3 separate regions of the Mus musculus genome follow, and all the other regions are linked to region 1. A link is a contact called in public Hi-C and HiChIP or PLAC-seq data. All regions are on one chromosome and are shown on one strand. The core of a region is the stretch at or near the end of the contact, and the rest is flanking DNA. Distances in the headings are between cores, read along the strand shown.

What was found. A called contact is a pair of places that touch in the nucleus more often than the background predicts. HiChIP or PLAC-seq counts read pairs in DNA pulled down with a chosen protein or histone mark.
Region 2: an H3K27ac HiChIP or PLAC-seq map of microglia shows a contact between it and region 1, with 4 times the contacts expected there. The contact joins two enhancer-like sites. A contact is called at or near these places in 4 of 484 Hi-C or Micro-C datasets (the N1E-115 cell line, epidermal suprabasal cells, nephron progenitors and 1 more) and 2 of 115 datasets of contacts at active chromatin or transcription factors (embryonic stem cells and microglia).
Region 3: a Hi-C map of bone marrow-derived macrophages shows a contact between it and region 1, with 22 read pairs. The contact joins two enhancer-like sites. A contact is called at or near these places in 1 of 15 datasets of contacts at CTCF or cohesin (large pre-B cells), 14 of 484 Hi-C or Micro-C datasets (the G1E-ER4 cell line, the HPC-7 cell line, the N1E-115 cell line and 7 more) and 8 of 115 datasets of contacts at active chromatin or transcription factors (the 230-238 cell line, embryonic basal ganglia, embryonic stem cells and 1 more).

Annotation. Positions count from the first base shown.
Region 1 is chr9:61,249,550-61,253,184 of GRCm38.p6, reverse strand. No RefSeq gene overlaps it. Among named protein-coding and RNA genes, the nearest start is that of Gm51682, 6.1 kb to the left of the region's middle. Within about 2 kb of position 1,289, at least 73 of the 459 cell types and tissues checked have an H3K27ac peak or open chromatin away from gene starts, as enhancers often do. A contact at or near this core is called in the 230-238 cell line, bone marrow-derived macrophages and microglia, where this site is marked.
Region 2 is chr9:61,117,488-61,120,880 of GRCm38.p6, reverse strand. Gm33914 (a long non-coding RNA gene) reads left to right here. Exons shown (of 4, transcript XR_379508.3): 3 at 737-802. Among named protein-coding and RNA genes, the nearest start is that of Gm33914, 6.9 kb to the left of the region's middle. Within about 2 kb of position 1,475, at least 13 of the 459 cell types and tissues checked have an H3K27ac peak or open chromatin away from gene starts, as enhancers often do. A contact at or near this core is called in microglia, where this site is marked.
Region 3 is chr9:61,045,311-61,049,051 of GRCm38.p6, reverse strand. All of the region lies in intron 1 of Gm33699 (a long non-coding RNA gene), which reads right to left. Among named protein-coding and RNA genes, the nearest start is that of Gm46116, 9.8 kb to the left of the region's middle. Within about 2 kb of position 2,356, at least 20 of the 459 cell types and tissues checked have an H3K27ac peak or open chromatin away from gene starts, as enhancers often do. A contact at or near this core is called in the 230-238 cell line and bone marrow-derived macrophages, where this site is marked.

The sequences.
Region 1 (3,635 bases), core at 40-2,539:
TCCACAGCAGCACCCAGTTCCAACAGCAGGCCCTCCTCTCACAGGGGCTTTCTGAGGTCACCTTTGTGAATTAGAAGCCCTTACTACATGCTCTCACACACTACTGCAGGGAGTCCTGACCTTGGGCATTTGGGAAGGATGGTTCTGAGAAGTGCATTGTGGGAGGCCAAGCAGCATCAGTGACCTCTATTTACCAGATGCTGCAGGCAACGTCCTTCCAGTTGTGACCATTCAAATGTTTTCCCATGTTGTCACAAGTCCTTGGAGGTCAACTGTTCCCCTAGCTGCTCTACAGGATATATCAGTGTCTAAAGCCAATGCCGCTGACAACACTCTTCTTCTTTATGGAGGGAGCAGGGAGGAGGAGACAGATAATGGATACATTAAGTAAATTATATCTACTCTACAAGGTGACATGGCTTCCATACAGCAGTTTGGGGGTGATTATCACTGATGGGGGGTACCCTCTTTATATTTGTCAGTTAGTTTTGAGAAGAATCCCTCTCTGCTAGGAGAATGCTCCAGTCTGGGTGGCATCAAACTCTTAATCCTCTTACCTCCGCTTCCCAGATGAGAACGTGTGTGGCACCATACCAGGCCTGGGGGTGTAATTTTAAGTAGGGTGGTCAGGATAAACCTTGTTGGAAAGGTGATTTCATACTTACTGCTATTATTGGTTTATTCATTCTTATTACTTATTAATGCATAGGTCATTGTAACTGGCCTGGCAGAAATGAATATATTCTGAAGAGACACCTGTAGCCCTCCAGTTGATCATCAGACTCATTTCACTCAACTGAAACTTGAGTGAGACTCTGGAGCTCTTTGTTCCTCTTCCCAAAGTGGGAACATTTCAACAAATCTCATTTTTTTCTGCATTCTTTTCTATTAACTTGTTTCATTTCTTCTTGAGGAGAGGTGGCAGAAGCTGACTCCTTGGGGTACAGACTGTGACTTCAAGTTCGGTAACATCACGACATGAAATTATATAATCTTAATTTTATTGTAATTATAATTTCTTAATTTTATTGTAATTATAATTCCTTGTCTTTATAGCTAGACAGAGTCTGTGCGGGCACAAACTGTTTCTGCCATGTTTGATATCTTGTAAAGCCGTGTGGGGTCAGCCAGCACACCACACTCCCATTGTGAGGCTCCAAGGGGAAGAGAAAGAGGAGGACATCTTACAAGGGCCAGAGGTAGGAGCAGAAGGGGACAGGGCCTGTGTCAGCAGAGACAGCGGAGGGAGAGAAGGGAACAGGCTGCACTTTCATCCTCCCTGGCCTGCCTTCCTCTACACTAAGAGGAAGCACCCCGCCACCCACCACTTCCCTTCAGAGGCCCGCAGAGGGTTTCCTCAACCTGGACAATTTCCCCAGAGTAGGCTGATCCCGTCTGCCGTGTATGATAAAGCCCATTTCTTAAGGAAGACATGAATGGCTGTAATCAGATACACTGTTTGCCATGCTAAACAAAATGAGCAAGAAGAAAAAAAACCCAGCTAGGCTATAATTATGGGTGTAATATTTCAGCCCATTAGCAAAAAAATGTCTCAGAAACCTGCTGCTTCCTTCGCCTTCTCAGCTAAGAAAGATGGGGAAGCTAAGCTAGAGAAGTCGAGCAAGAGCGCTAAGCACTGAGGCAGGGGCCTGATTAATTGCTTTTACATCTCCCCAGTTCTATTCTGACAATTCTGATCTTTTTGCTGAACAAGATAAAAAGACAAACTTTTGCCCCTTTGTGCGGCTCTGAGAGACGGCCATCTTCCTTCGTGTCGCCCAGCCTGACTCAGGACGATTAAGTGTCTGCCATTTACAAAGCATTCAGTAAACTCAGGAGTCTCGTTTGATTTTGATTTGGAATTTAAACCATTTATGTATGTATGTATGTATGTATGTGTGTGTGTGTGTGTGTGTGTGTGTGTGTGTGTGTGTGTGTATGTATGTATGTATTTATTTATTTTGTTGAGATAAGGCCTTGCTTTGTAGGCCAGGCTGGCCCCATTCTCACAATCCTGCTCGGCTTCTAAGTAAGTACTGGGATGGCAGGCCTGCACTACCATGCTTAATACCAACTCAGTCCCTTCTACAATAATAGTTATCGTAGGCTTCTTGCTATGTTCTATCCCCCTTGTAAAGACTTTGAAGTCTATATTTCATTTCCTCTCTGGGAGTGATGGGAGGTAGAGGGATGACTCTCTGGCCAGCTGCAGAGGACTCTTCAGGGGATGTGAGAGCCACAGAGATGGTAGGAACAAAAAGCCTGGCATACAAGAAAAGTCTGTTGGATGAGACATGTGCTCAGATGGATGGGTGGGTGAATACATAGATGATCTGAATAGATGAGGTCAGGTGGGTGGACTGTGTTCGATGGGTAGATAAATGATGGCAAGAACAAAGACATGAAAATCTACACAGAAACTGCTAGACTCTTATAGAGTTTGGTTCATCTGAGGTTCAAGGCAGGGAGCTAGAAAGTCTTAGGCAAGGGGCTGGCTCTAATTATCAGAGTCACTCATACATGATTGACTTCCAGAGAGCAGGGCATCTGCTGGACTGTTTCATGCAGGTCCAGCTGACTAGGAAGAAAATGGAGGTGGGGCACTGAATTTACAGCATTTATTCATCCATGCATTTTATACATATGTCCTGAGAGTCCCTTGAGCTGTGGGCCAAGGGTTGGGTCTCAAGAACTTACAGACAAGCAATCAGAATTACAGGCCACTGAGAAGAGAGACTGATGGGGGCTTAAAGGCATTCTCATCCCGGAGCATCAGGGAAGCAAGCTGCTGAAGGTAGGTGACACTGCACAATACAGTACAGATGACAAAGGAGGCAATGCCATTCAGGATTCAGCCAGTCTGAGGCATGTTGCTGGAAAAAAAGCCGGGAGAGGCAGAGAGCTGAGAATCAAAGGCGGAACTGGGACAGGGATTCAATGGAAAGGCCTCGGGATCAGGTGACACAGACTCTAATCCCAGGCCCCAGTTTCTCAGCTGAGTTCCCTGAGTGAATGAACTTCTGTCTCCCTGGTGGTAATTAAGTGGTTCTGTTAGAGGACTGGGGTGTGGGGAGGGGGAGAGAGCCCCAGATGTAATCCAGAGAGGAGGATTTACAAAAGGCTTCTCCAGGAGGTGCCAGGGGCTGGAGAGGACTAGAGTAGGAGCTAAACTCCTGACTTCAGGTAGTATGTAAGGAGGAGGCCATTGTGAGCCTTATCCAAGGAGAACTCTCAAGTGTAAGTTCTCAATCACCTTGACCAACCAGGACTGTCTTTCAGAAAAGACCAGGGCTAAATCAAGAGCAACTAAGGAGGCAATCATTTAACAATACAATGGGTGAATGTGGTGGTTTGAATATGTTTGGCCCAGGGAGTGACATTATTACCTGTAATTTGGTGGGAGTAGGTGTGGCCTTGTTGGATGAAGTGTGTCACTGTGGGGGTGGGCAATGAGACCCTCCTCCTAACCACGTGGGAGCCAGTCTTCTCCTAGCAGCCTTTAGATGAAGATGTAGAACTCTCAGCTCTTTCTGCACCGTGTCTGCCTGGATGCTGCCATGTTCCTGCCTTGATGATAATGGACTGAACCTCCGAGCCTGTAAGCCAGTACCAATTAAATAAATAAAATTAATAAT
Region 2 (3,393 bases), core at 226-2,725, 130 kb after region 1:
TTCCAAGATAATCAGGGTGACATGGTAAAACCCCTGTCTCAAAACAACAGAATAGTTGACTCTGAGAAGCTCTCAACCACACACCATCTTTCCAGGATCAATACCGACAGTCCATCTCCAACCAGAATGCTGCGGGACAGAGCAAGCAACAGAGCCAGTGTGTGAAACCCTGCCTGCTGAACAGCCCCAAATACCAAGGCCCACCTCCACAGGCTTCCTCACCTTTCCTGATCATTGTTTTCCATGGCTGGCCTCCAAAGCCAATAGAAGCCTAAAGGAAAACTGTGTGGAGACAGGCAGGAGAGTTGGAAGTGTTCTCCCTGGGTATTGTGGGAATTCACATCCAGGAAAGAAAAGGAAAGGTGTGGGAGATGTTTCCTTGCCCTCGTCCTGGTAGCTGCAGTGTGTGTGTGTGTGTGTGTGTGTGTGTGTGTGTGTGTGAGAGAGAGAGAGAGAGAGAGAGAGAGAGAGAGAGAGAGAGAGCACGTGGGCAAGAACTTGCATCCCTGAGTATCTGTTCATGCACAGTTGAATAGGGCCAGCAGGCAGGCTGGAGTGTGTGTGTGTGTGTGTAGACACAGGGACACAGATGCTAGTGTACTTTTAGGTCCTCATGAATGCATGCCTGCACACATATGTTTTCCTAGGCTCCTATGACTCTGGAACCCTCCAAGAGTGACTGGTCTTTTTTTTTTTCCCTGTCATATCCATTTACTCCATGATGCTCTGAACCAAGGAGTTCCATCATGAAAGCTAATCGAGTATTCGCCAAGCTAATGAGGAACGGTTGAGCCATACACAGGTGAGCCTCTTAAGCAGGGAAGAGACCTACTTTTGGTTCTGGAGTTGACCCTTGCTTGGTTCTGGCCCTGGTCTGCCCACCAGAAAAGCAAACCCCTTAATTCCCCTGTGCCACAGTTGCTTCATCTGGCAAATGGAGGCAGAAACATGCCCCAGTAGACTGGACTGAGGGGTTGTATGCAGCAAGCACCTGATACAATGCTAAGAGATGGCTTCTTTAGAGGAACTAAGAACTATGCATATATACCTGCATGTAGGTATGTGCTCACAGGATCTCCCAGGGCTTTACACAGGTGAAAGAGAACCTGAGCATGACCAACATGAATGGCCAAAGGTGACAAAGGTCAAATTAGCTGTTACTATGGTAGGTCAGGACCAAGGCCGAAGTCCACACCTAAGTTCCATTACCAACTAGCCAGGTTAACATGGAACCTCATGGCTTTCCCCACTCTCTGTGCCAGGCCCCATCTCTATAGCTATCTCATGTCTTGAGAAGAAAACAATTTCTACCCAGGGCTCCCATCTAATTAGAGAGAACTAGAGAGACTTGGCACTGAACCCCGCTGAGAACTTCTGTCCAGCGACTGACACAAACTGTCTCTATCTCTTGATACTTCCTTCCTGAGAGGAACAGTCACTTACAAGGTCACATGGGCAGCTGTTGTCCAAGCTGTTGTGCAAGCTGTTGCCTCCAGAGCCTGGAGGGCAACCCCTCTGCAATCCTTCCTCAAGCCACTGAAGGTGTGTGAGAACAGGATGCTGTAGGACTGGGAGAAGCCATCCTGGAGCAAAAGTGGGTGTGTCTAAACCCGGGAACTCTTATCCTGAGATTGGCAGGAGTAGGATCACTCCCCTGTGTGCCCTGGACCTGCATGTCCTTGCACATGTAGTCCTATGACCCCTGTCTTTGCCCAACCAGAGGAAGCCATGTAGCCAGTAGCTAGGTTAAAACTTCCTTATAAGGTCATGCCAGCAACACCTCCTCATGTAAATGAGGCATCCTCAACACCCTGGCCCTGGCCAATGATGTACACTCACCCCATAGCCCCTACTCACCCATCAAGGGATTAAATAGCCCAGTGTTCCTCCCCAGTGAATGGAAGCAGTTCTTTGAAGCTGCTCCTTGCCTGCGCACTCACCGCTGACCAAGAGCCTGCCTGCACCCACCCGCTCCGTTTAAACTGCCCTCCCTCCTGTCCAGCCTGGGACGAAATGAGCCCGGCTACTCCAAGGAAGACTCGGATACAGGGTGGCAAAGATGGAGTCTGCATTGTGTGCCGAGTACTATCAAATAAATGGAAATGAGTACACAGGGGCTTCAAGGAGAGGTGGGCAAGGGAGTCCAGCATGCTGGTGGCACCTGCGAGCTGCAGCTGGGTACTACTTTGCCCATGTTTGCATCAGACAGGGTGATGTCCTTCTCCTGAAGAGTGACTCAGACTCACCAAAAAAACTCTTATATTTTTGATTTCCAGTTGCCTAATGTCTTCCTGATTTTGAGTCTTAACCACAGGAAAGACAATGTCATTCATTAGCAACTTATGCACATAATGATCTCAGGCCTTCAGCCGAATGAGAGACCCCATTGACAGCATTGACCCCATTGACACCACTTGCCTTGTGAGCATGAGCCTTGGAAGTATGCCCCGGCTTCAGTGCGGAAGACAGAAGGGCTGAGTTCTAGGTCCCACTTTGCCCTGAGGTTTTATGAGCCACTAAACTCCCACCTTGATTTCCTCAACTCCAGGGCAGGCACATTGCCAGCCAGCTTAACCATAACACAGAATTCTCCAAGAGAAGAACCATCTCTTAGCCAGAGGCGCAGCCGAGCAGAGCTAGCATGAACCTGTAGAGCTTAAAGGGGCTGGAGAAATGGTTCAGTGGTTAAAACGGTTCCTGCTCTTCCAGAAAACCCAAATTCAGTTCCTAGCACTTGCATTGGGCAGCTCACAACCACCTAGGATTCTAGCTCTGGAAAGTCTAACTCTCTCTTCTCACCTTGAGGGCACTACACTTATGAGCACACACACACCCCCCCCCACACACACACACTCACACACACACATACAGGTAACTTAAAAATAAAATAAATGTATAAAAAGAACCTTAAGAGGAGAAACAAATCTTTATTTTGTTAAAGCATTTCATCATCATCGTTATCATCATCATTATTATTGTTATTATTACTATTATATTACAATATTGAGGTTCTGAACACAGGGCCTCATGTACACTAGGCAAGTATTCTATTATTGAGCTACATACTCAGTCTCTTGAGTCTTAACTCTGATCAGCAACCTGCTCACTTCTACGTCTTGAAGAAGCCATTTCCCGAACCTTCCTCTCCAGCAAAAGATAACACCTGTCCTAGGGCCCTGGAATTAAAGAAGCAAGAGAGGTTTACTCAGGGATTCTCCCTCCTTTCCTGGAGACATACTGAAGGTGATGTGCCCCTGGTGGTGGGAAGGATACAGGGTTTTCAGGTAGACAGCCTTCAGGATGGGCCCTACCTACAGTCTTCACCCACTGAGCACCCTGACTTTTGTAAGTGAAAGAAGGTTGGGGTGACTTCCAAGGGTCATTCACATGAGA
Region 3 (3,741 bases), core at 1,107-3,606, 210 kb after region 1:
GATGTGAGTCACCTCCATTAAAATGATAATAGATGAAATAAAATGTATGTAAAGAGCACCCAAGGATCAGCAAGAAAGGGATAATAAGCGTCGTGTAAAATGGGCAGAGACGACGAAGGGGCAGCCTGTGGCTGGGGAAACGCAGCCGTCTTTCAACGATGAAGAACGACATTCGCCTTCACATGTCAGCTGGGAAATGCAGGTGAGCGCATCCTCCCCCAGCTGCCTAGCCAAAGTGAAGATTAATAGTACCAGCTACTGGCATGAAATCAAGGAAGCAATCATTTGCTTGCACTGTAAACTGGTAGAGGTTGCTCAAAGGTGACTTGGCAATAGCTGCTGAAGCTTAAAATCGCGTGACCTCTAACCCAGCACTATAGCATCTGGAAACATATGGGAGAGGGTCGTTTTAAACCACAGGATTCCCGTGCTAGAAAACAAATCAGGTGTATATGGGCCCATGCGACCAGTATGCAGTTAGGTCAACAAGAGCAACACCAGACAATAGATAGATAATTTAGTGCAATCTCATGAACACACACACACACACACACACACACACACACAAGTCTGAGTGCATTTACACACACTTGTACATATTCAGACAGGGGAAGGAAAATGTACTTTCAGTGTTGCTATGGTTACTTCTGGGGAGGGGAGTTCAGGTATTTAGTAAAGTCCTATTGCATAGCACATTCTCTGTGCTTTTCAATGATTGTATTCTTGCATTCTTGGTATGCACATGTGTGCACACGTGCGTGAGCACACAGATGTGTGTGTGTACAGACACATGCATATGGAGGCCAAAGGTTAAGTTGGGTTGGGTGTGTGCCTGCCAGTCTCCACTTTGTCTTTTGAGGCAAGGTCTCTCACTAAGCCAGGAGCTCACTGAGTCAGCTAGACCAGGGGGCCAGCAAGCCCCAGGATCCACCTGTCTCTGCCTCCCTAACATTGGATTACAGACACACACTGCCACCCCCAGATTTTTAACATGAGTTCTGGGGATCCGGATTCATGTCTTTGCGCTCACAGGGTGAGCACTTTCCTGAGCAAGCCATTTCACCAGCCTGTTCTTGCTGTGATTTTTCTAAAGGTTTCTGACAAAGTCTCTGCGGCTGGTTCAGTGTATGTTAAGAAACCGTTGTACAAGGGCTTCTTAGCACCAGGCTGACAAGCAGTCCTGCAGGAAGGACAAAAGAGCCCACAGAAACCTGCCTCACTCTTTCCCCTGCACTCTGATCTCACAGTGATCACTGGACGCTGACCATCCCATAACTGGCCCTTAAGTGCACAGAAAACACCCCTGGCTGTCAGCTGTGGGTGCTCGCCTGTGTTCTCATGGGTAGTGGTGGCAGGTGGTCGTCATCCTCAGCTACAGTCACACGAGCCTTGTTCAGAACTCAGGGACCAGGTGTCTTCTGCAGATCGGAGGTGGGGATTTTGATAGGTGTTGCTGTGACCAGTCTGTATGTTACAGAACACCTCCAGCAAGGCGGTGGAGACAGCCCATGTGATCACACACTTAGTATTTCTGCAGCCACGCGCTCAATACTCCTTCTGAATCAAAGGCTATGAATAACCACAGGTCAGCCGGAGCGAGCCACTGCCGCTAAGTGTGTTCAAGAGAAAGTGACAAGGTCAACTTTTTGACTCGCAGAGCTCTAGACTCAGAAATGGTGGGGAAGGCACGATCCCTTGGAAAGCCTGACCCTGCAAAACCCTGTCAGCTGACAGCGTGCCTCTCTAATTCATTCTGCCCTGCAGCAGGTGAGCATCCAGTGTGCTGCGCCTTCCTTAAGTTCCCAGTGTCAGGGGCTGAGTCTTACAAGCATCAGTTTCCCATGGAGCATGAAGCCTAGGGGCTGGCAGGATGGCTTAATGGGTGAAGGCACTTGCTGCCAAGTCTGATGACCTGGGTTCAATCCCCAGGATGTACACGGTGGAGAGGACCAACTCTTAAAAGTTGTCCTCTGACCTGCAAACACTCGCCATGGCTAGTGCATTACCCACCTCCCACCCCGCTCCCAACCCCACTGCCACAGACAATGTTTTGTTGCTGTTGTTGTTGTTTTTAGAAGCCTGCTTCTGCTGTTGCTGGCATGTGTGTTTCCAGTTTCAGCCCACTTTAAAGAAATGTCACAGGACAGAGTACTGCACCCTAGTCACACACCCACACGCACCACTGATTAGGCATCAAGGGAAGGGCAAGGGCAGTGAGCATGAAAAGTCTAATCCTGCACCTGCACCTCGGTTCCAGAGCAGCAAGTGCTAAGGGACAAAATTTCCTACCACAATTCTGTGAGCCTAGGGTTTGAATTCACACTAGACCCGGGACAAGGCAAGCCATCCAGGTTGGTGGCGCCCCCTCGTGGTTTGTAGAAGCAACTACAAGTGCTATCTACAAGTAAGGTATCTCGAAATGTCCCCTAGAAGGGGGAAAAATGCCACCAGTTGAAAGCCACTGATTGAGATCCTCAAATCTTTGCATATAACAATGATGCGGCCCAAATATATAACACATATGAATTAAATGAATAGAAACAAAGGTGGAATAGAAAAAAATAGCAAAAGTATAAGACACTATCAAAAGTTATAGCCAGAAGCTTGGTTAAGATCAAGGTTTCTGGAAATGAAAAATATACGCAGTGAACATGGATAAAGAAGAAATTAATGAGTTAGAAGGCAACTTTGAAGAAATCACATCAAGTGCATCAAGAAGGCAAAAGCTAGGGCCTGGGGAGATGGCTCAGTGGTTAGGAACACTGACTGTTCTTCCAGAGGTCCTGAGTTCAATTCCCAGCAACCACACGGTGGCTCACAAACATCCGTGAAGTGATCAGATGCCCTCTTCTGGTGTGTCTGAAGACAGCTACCGTGTACTTATATACATAAAATAAATAAATAAATAATTCTTTTTTTTTTAAAGAAAGCAAAAACTAAACATAAAAATGTACCAGAGAGGCTAAAAGTTAGGGCTCTGTGGTCGTCTGTGTCTAAAATGACCAACTTGGGGGAAGGGCTCAAGGAGAATAAATGGGATGGGAAGGGGTGGTGTTTAAAAGGATAATGCCAGAGAGACACGCTTGGGTTCTCACAGCAGTGAGTATGATGGGTGCCAGGTGGTGTGGAGGTGCCGCTTTCTGTGAGTTGGATGTAGAAAAGAAGGGCTGAGAACTGAGAGTGAGTGCCCATCTAACCCACAGGTCCCTTTAAGGGCTGCCCTGTATGGCACCAGGGACCACAGAGTCCCAAAAGGCACTTCATCGTGGGAACAACTGACTGGAGCGTGGCTTTGGAGGGCAGGCTCTTCCAAAGCTGAGGCGAGAGACCTTGATATGAGGCCTGTGTTCTACAGAGCAGCCAGGTGGGCTCTCTGGGGGTAGATTCAGGAAGACGGGGGTTGAGGAGGGGGCAAGGCAGTGTTCCACACAGGGAGAAGGATGAAAAAGAAATACATGGGCAACCCTGAACACTGTGCACCATGATGAGGGACATTTAAGGGAGCTGTCTCAGCCTGATGAGTGGCCAGAGAGGCCATTCTAGAAAGGTCCCTTGAGCAATACGTTGGGGTGCTTGGACTTGAAACGGTGCTAGCCTTTGACAAACTACAACCTGCAGGCCACAGCTGGTTTACTGCTGTTTTTGTAAATAAAGCTTTATTGGAACACAGCCCTGCTCATCCACCCAGCTCATTCACAGATCCCTGAGGTGTCTCCGAGTTGTAAGAACGATACACGGCTG